2 separate regions of the Mus musculus genome follow, and region 2 is linked to region 1. Evidence: chromatin contacts called from public promoter capture Hi-C data. All regions are on one chromosome and are shown on one strand. The core of a region is the stretch at or near the end of the contact, and the rest is flanking DNA. Distances in the headings are between cores, read along the strand shown. Region 1 holds the start of Myh3 (myosin, heavy polypeptide 3, skeletal muscle, embryonic). Region 2 holds the start of Myh4 (myosin, heavy polypeptide 4, skeletal muscle).

Evidence for each region. Capture Hi-C pulls out chosen DNA fragments and counts their contacts.
Region 2: a contact with region 1 is called in a promoter capture Hi-C map of adipose tissue. The contact joins the promoter of Myh4 here to the promoter of Myh3 in region 1. A contact is called at or near these places in 1 of 484 Hi-C or Micro-C datasets (visceral endoderm) and 1 of 9 other capture datasets (adipose tissue).

Annotation. Positions count from the first base shown.
Region 1 is chr11:67,076,922-67,080,042 of GRCm38.p6, reverse strand. It overlaps Myh3 (myosin, heavy polypeptide 3, skeletal muscle, embryonic), which reads right to left and starts at 1,743. Exons shown (of 41, transcript NM_001099635.1): 1 at 1,719-1,743; 2 at 894-904; 3 at 1-52. The coding sequence starts at 44.
Region 2 is chr11:67,236,544-67,239,439 of GRCm38.p6, reverse strand. Myh4 (myosin, heavy polypeptide 4, skeletal muscle) reads right to left here and starts at 1,628. Exons shown (of 40, transcript NM_010855.3): 1 at 1,607-1,628; 2 at 1,361-1,409. It overlaps Myhas (myosin heavy chain gene antisense RNA), which reads left to right and starts at 2,159. Exons shown (of 2, transcript NR_146138.1): 1 at 2,159-2,423.

The DNA of each region.
Region 1 (3,121 bases), core at 494-2,993:
GGTGCAGCTATGCCAAACACTTCCATCTCGGTGTCGCTACTCATGGTGTCGGCTGCAAAACAAACCACGGGTCAGCCCAGCTGCTCCCTGGGCTGGCAGCTGGCAGCCTCCTGCCCATCCTAGTATCAACCTGCCACCCTGCAATGAATGGAAGCCTCTCAGACGGGGTCAAGGAGGTCTGGCCTGCTCCATGCCCAGTGGCGCTTCACACAAGGGTTCAGCACTGGGAATATAATCCGCTCATATTTGTTGAGTTGCTAATGAATGCCACGGGCTTAGACAGAATCTATTTACTCCAAGCATCTCCATTCTTTCAGCCTGGTGAAGGGGCCTTTGAAATGCCACTTTTGACACTATGTCTTCCTTTTCTGAGAAGCACGGGTAGAGCAAACAGAACATTCAAAATTAAATACCATGAAAAAAAAAAAAGAAGTAAAGGCATTCCATGAAAAAAAAAAGGTAAAAGAATTCCTTAAAGAGAGAATACTAAGCAGAAAATGGCAGAGACAGCTTTGAACTGTTTTGAATCGACATGGTTTCTGCCTCCCATGCTAAGAATAGACTGAAGGCCAGGCATGGTGGTCTATGCCTTTAGTCCCAGAACTTCGGAGGCTGCGACAGGTGGATCTCTGTGAGTCTGAAGCCAGCCTGGTCTACCTAGAGAGTTCAATGCCATCTGGGGCTACACAGTGAGATCCTGTCTCAAAAAACAAAGGAACAACAAACCACCATAGAGAATAGATGGGAACCTCTAGCCGCACCCCTGAGGATGAAGCCTGCACTTCTCCGTTAAGCTCTGTAACTCCTCGGGGGCACAGGCATGAGGGGGCAATGGGTGATCTGGGTTTACCTGAAGACTTCCTGAAGCTCTGGGATGTGGCCCCAATGCTCACCTGAGTCACACCTGCAGGACAGCAGAGAGCAGCAGCAGTTGTGGACGTATGGGACCTGCAAGAGCATGCACACAGAGTTTAGTGGCCACCGTGATGTCTGCTTCTGTGACGAACCAGACCTTGGTGAGGCTCAACTAAGACACACAAAGGACTAGACAGTCAGAAAGATCCTTAGCTCTGAGGCAAGCCCTAGGACTGCAGACAGATCATAGTCTACAGCTAGGCATAACTACCAACTGCCTGGCAGGTTGGCTCCTCCAGCCCACTCTGACAATTTCTTCAGACTGCAAGATCCTTCATTGTGAACAGGGCAGGGATTCTAAATGGACTGAGTCCCTGCCAATAAAAGCTTCTGTTAGCGGGTGGGGACAGGCCTCCTGGTTATCTGAAAATGGAGACGATGCTGAGATTGGCTAATTTAAACCTGTTAAGCAAACATGTAGTCTTGAGGCCACTAAACACCCAGCAGGTATAGCGTCCAGGTAGGAAACACAGAGTCCCCTGTTCATTCTGTGGATCAGAGAGGCAACAGGAGAACATGGAGCCATGGTGGACAGGCCCATGCCTGTCCAACAGGATCCTTCCCAAGCAGAGAAAAGAAAGGGTGGGCAGGACCCCAGCTTCGATGATCTGCTAGAGGCAGTGGGATGCTGGGCTCTTGGGTCTCGCATCTCACTCTACTGTATTCCTTGAGAACGCCTTGAGAAGAGAAAAGAGGCTTGCCTGCTATAACAAAGCCAGGGAGGGCCACAGTCCAGGGCAGTGGCCGAATCAGGTCTAGAAGCAGTAAATGCCACAGAGATACTAGGAAAGTGTAAGACTTACCTCTGACTGTGACAGAGAGAAGCATAGAGGAGAGCTGCCCCCTGGGCTTTTATAGGCCACCACTAACCCCCTGGGCTCATTCTTCCTCTATATTTGGAAAGAGAATGACTGACACCACAGGCTGAGAACTGGCCCCCTCCACACGTATTTTTCGCCGTTGCCAAGGGAAAAGTATATATAGAAATGAGCAGGGTCCGAAACCATTTTTTCCAACTGTAGAAAGCTGGGAATTTGAGATGCCTTGCTCTGTGAACTCAGGGCTGTAGCTTCTCCACCTAGCACAATGGGATCTCCTTTGCTTTAGGAGCCCCTACCTGGCTCCATCCTGCAGGCCATCCCACCCTGAAATCAGCTGAAGCCACTACCACTTGGGAACAGGGGACACACAGTTGTGCTATTTGCTTAGAAAGCTCATCGAAGATAAAGTAGAATTGAACTTGTTGAAGTCCCCTCACGGTTATGAGCCAAACTCTGTAAAACTTGTGCAGTTGGATTATAGTTTTTTTTTTCTCCTTCTCCATCTCTCTCCTTCCCCTCATTACTTTCTGTCTCATTACTATAATTATTTACTTAATCCTTTCTTAAGCACTAGCAGGACCAACAAGCAAGTAAATGACAGGGAGCTATGCCACCAGCCCATGTTCACAGTGACAGCTGCTTAGGGGCCTGTGGTTATCAAGACATATTACCAATTAGGAAAGGCCAGCTGCCAGCCTAGATAGGGGGCGAGGGGAACGGTAGTGGCCTGAAGAGAAAGGGGGGATGGGTATCGCCTAACAGATGCTGTCATTTCTAAATCAGGACTGGAAAATTAAACCTTAACAAGAGAATTAAGGTACAGTTGACATTTTTGTCCATTTCCATTCCTCTCTTTCCTGGTCCAGTCTTTGTGGTGAGGGTCTGAGTTGTATGGGGTCATGGTTGTTCATTTAATAGAGAACTTCATGCCAATACATCCCATTTGAGAATATGGACTGTCCTCTTACAGCCTACCCATACACTGGTAAGGGAAGAAGGGAGAAAGCAGGACCAAAGTCTTCATAGGGACCATTATTTTTTTCGAGACAGGGTTTCTCTGTGTATCCCTGGCTGTCCTGGAACTCACTTTGTAGACCAGGCTGACCTCGAACTCAGAAATCTGCCTGCCTCTGCCTCCCAAGTACTGGGATTAAAGGCATGCACCACCACCGCCCGGCCATAGGGACCATTATTAAACATCCTCTGTATGTTCTTTCCTATTGAGGACTCTTCAAAAAGGCAGAGTGGAATCGGAAGATAGTCTTTCCCCAACATAAACCATTTTGTGGGCAATGAGTCATACAGCCTTCACACATTCCCTTCCAAGATTTAGGCAATTTCATAGCAGAGAGGCCACGCTGAGGCTCTCTGATGCCTGTGGTTAG
Region 2 (2,896 bases), core at 379-2,878, 160 kb before region 1:
ACTGACAAATCCTGGTCAGATAAAATAACTCCCTCTCTGGCCGGAGTAAGAGCTGGTGACCTCTGGAGTGGAAGAGGAGCAGTCCGGAAGAGCATGCAGGTGCTAGTGACTGATGGTGATGACAAAGGCTCTAATCTTTCATAGACTTTCCATAAAACATCTCAGTCTACTGTTAGAATCAGTGCATCTCTTCTCAAAATAGATACAAAAATTTCCCCATGCTGTAGCTTAGAATCAACAAATGTCTTATGGGGAGATGTGGAAATTGAGAACTGTTTTCAAGGGACAGATATTGAAACATTGGTGTTAGCATTTTCCCTTCAAACACTATTCCATGACCTTGTTTGTGGGGTTTTAAGTGAAGCACTTTTGAATCGATTACTCTGCCTTAGTGATTGCTGTTATGCAGTAGATCCTGGGGCACAGGAAGGACACTAACTCTCTGCTCTTGCCTCAGCAGTCCTTTGTCACCTTTAGGCCACTCGCCTTCAAGGGACTTTGTTGTGTGGTGTTGGGCTCTATTCACACAGTGGTATCACCTCCAGTGTCAACAAGCAACATTTATTCCCTTGGAAGCAATAGATTTGCTACTTTTTCTACATTGATATTACCTAATATATTGACTATGAACTTGCTTAAATACATAGCAAGTTTTCTTCATTTATATGTTCTTCATGTACATCTCCTCATGCAGAAGACAGGAGACCCACTGAGCGTTTTGATTGATGGAAGAGTCGTTGGCAACCACTGACTTAGATCTTAGACAACAAGAGCCAGAGGGACATTAGCAGCCGACTTGAATCTGCCCTTCTGATTTTACTGATGAGGAAACTAAGGTTCAGCAAGGTAAAGGGTCATTCAGGGTCACCGAGGTGGTAAAAGGCAGTGACGAGCTATGAGCCCGGCTGTCTAAGTCCACGTCTAGTGTTAATGCTCTTGCAACACACATGTTTGAAGACACGTAAAAGCTAGCTGGCGTGACCCAAGGAGTTGAATTGGTGAAAAGCCTAGGTTGGCACCCAGGAATTTTGACTTCTGGTGCAACGTTGTTTTTTTTTCTACATATATTAAATATACATGAGGGTTGCCTTCTCCCAACAAAATGCAAAAGAGGAATTGCATAAAGTTTTGTTTGATTAAATTAATTGCATAAAGATTTGTTTGGCTTTAAAGGGCAAAGTTTAAAAAAAAGATAAAAAAATAAAATAAAATAAAAGGCAAAGTTTCATGAGAAGCTACTTATGAAGACCAGTTGCTCCTATGCCCAATAATAAGGTAGAAAATAAAACAGTTACTCATTAAAACTTAACAATAGCGAGAGCCCTTTGTTCTCTGGAAGGTAATAATAAATTTCTCTTACCTCTTGTGTTACCAGATGAAGAAGGAGGCAGGCTTGAGTCAGACAAGTACTGTTGAAAGAAAAAAGAGATGCTGGGTATTTCCCCCCATTATATGACAAAGTCCTAGAGCTATATTGTGTGCAATGCCTCTCTCAGGGATGCCGACATTACTTAGAGTTTGGGAAGGAACAGTCATCTCCCTCACATGAGCACCCGCTCCCATCAGGAGTGCACAGCTAGCCAAGTGCTCTGCTACACATACCTACCTTTAAGGGTTTGAGGAAGGACAGGACAGAGGCACCCCAGCTTCACTTTTATAGAGGCTGTTCTGCAAACACAGCAGCCACCTCAGCTGTCCTAGCTGCGGACCTACTTGGCAAAACCATTTTTGGCAATCTCTTTACACAATATTCACTGACTGTGGCTGTGAATGGATATAATTAGAAATATTTCTTGTCATCTATAAATAATTTGACAGGGGATGATCTAGGGTTCTTTATAAGCATCTGATAGGGAATGGAGATCCAGGGTTTTTGGAGGCTGTTTCTCCCGGCTTGGGTGTTGTATCATTCATCACAGAATTCAAAGCCAGGTCCCTACTCACTCTCGTGCCTATAAAGCTGTTTCCACAGGAACGAGCCCGGTGTGGGGCGAGTGGGACTAATTAATCTGCTAGTGCTTAGAGCCATTACGGAGTCTGGAGTGAACTTTAGATCTGACACTGTGACTGGAAGCACCGAGTGACAGATATTAAGATAAAAATTCTTAGGCAAGGGCTGGAGTTTTAGAAAGACTGGTGATAGATTCTTCTAAAGTCTGAAGGTCTAACCATGAGGAAGAAAGTGAATTCTCAGATTAGGCAGTGGAAGGGGTTGGTAGTAAGAGGAGAGGGAGTCAGGACAGAGATGAACTTGTCTGGCCCGTTTCTGGAGGGTTTGTCATAGACGTCTCCCTCGTGCACTGCAGGGGCAACAGACTGCTGTGTGATACCCATGAGTGTTTCTGCTGCATCACGGAAGGAGATACAGACAAGATTTCCTAGGGTACAGGCAAAGGCTCAAGGCTAGCGGTGACGCCAATGAGGTGGGTGCTACACACTTTTACTTAAGGTGGGAGGAAAGGCATGCTGTCCACAAAACTCTCCCCATGGACAGAGAAGGTGGGTGGATCGGCCTCCACGGTGCCCTTGAAAGGCCGAGTTGGATTTGACTAACTTGATACAGGCACAGCTGTTGCTGAATATGACAGGAAATCTACTCTAACTGTCCCTGTGATCTGGCCTGATATTTTCAACCACTGTTCTCCTGACTTAAATTGCTAAATTCAGTAGATGGTTGCTTTATAATTCTATCAGGTGAACTTGTCTTTCACAGGCTGGCAGGTAAAATCTTTTATACTTTTAAATTGTCATTGCATGTAATGCTACACAATAGGTTACCCTCCATGGCAGCCACCCACACTGAGTGAGTGATTTACCCCAAGTGTTAGGCTCAAAGCCGGAAAGAAAAGTGTTCTGACCCTCTAAGATTTTCACAACTCATTTTGTCACCCCTTTT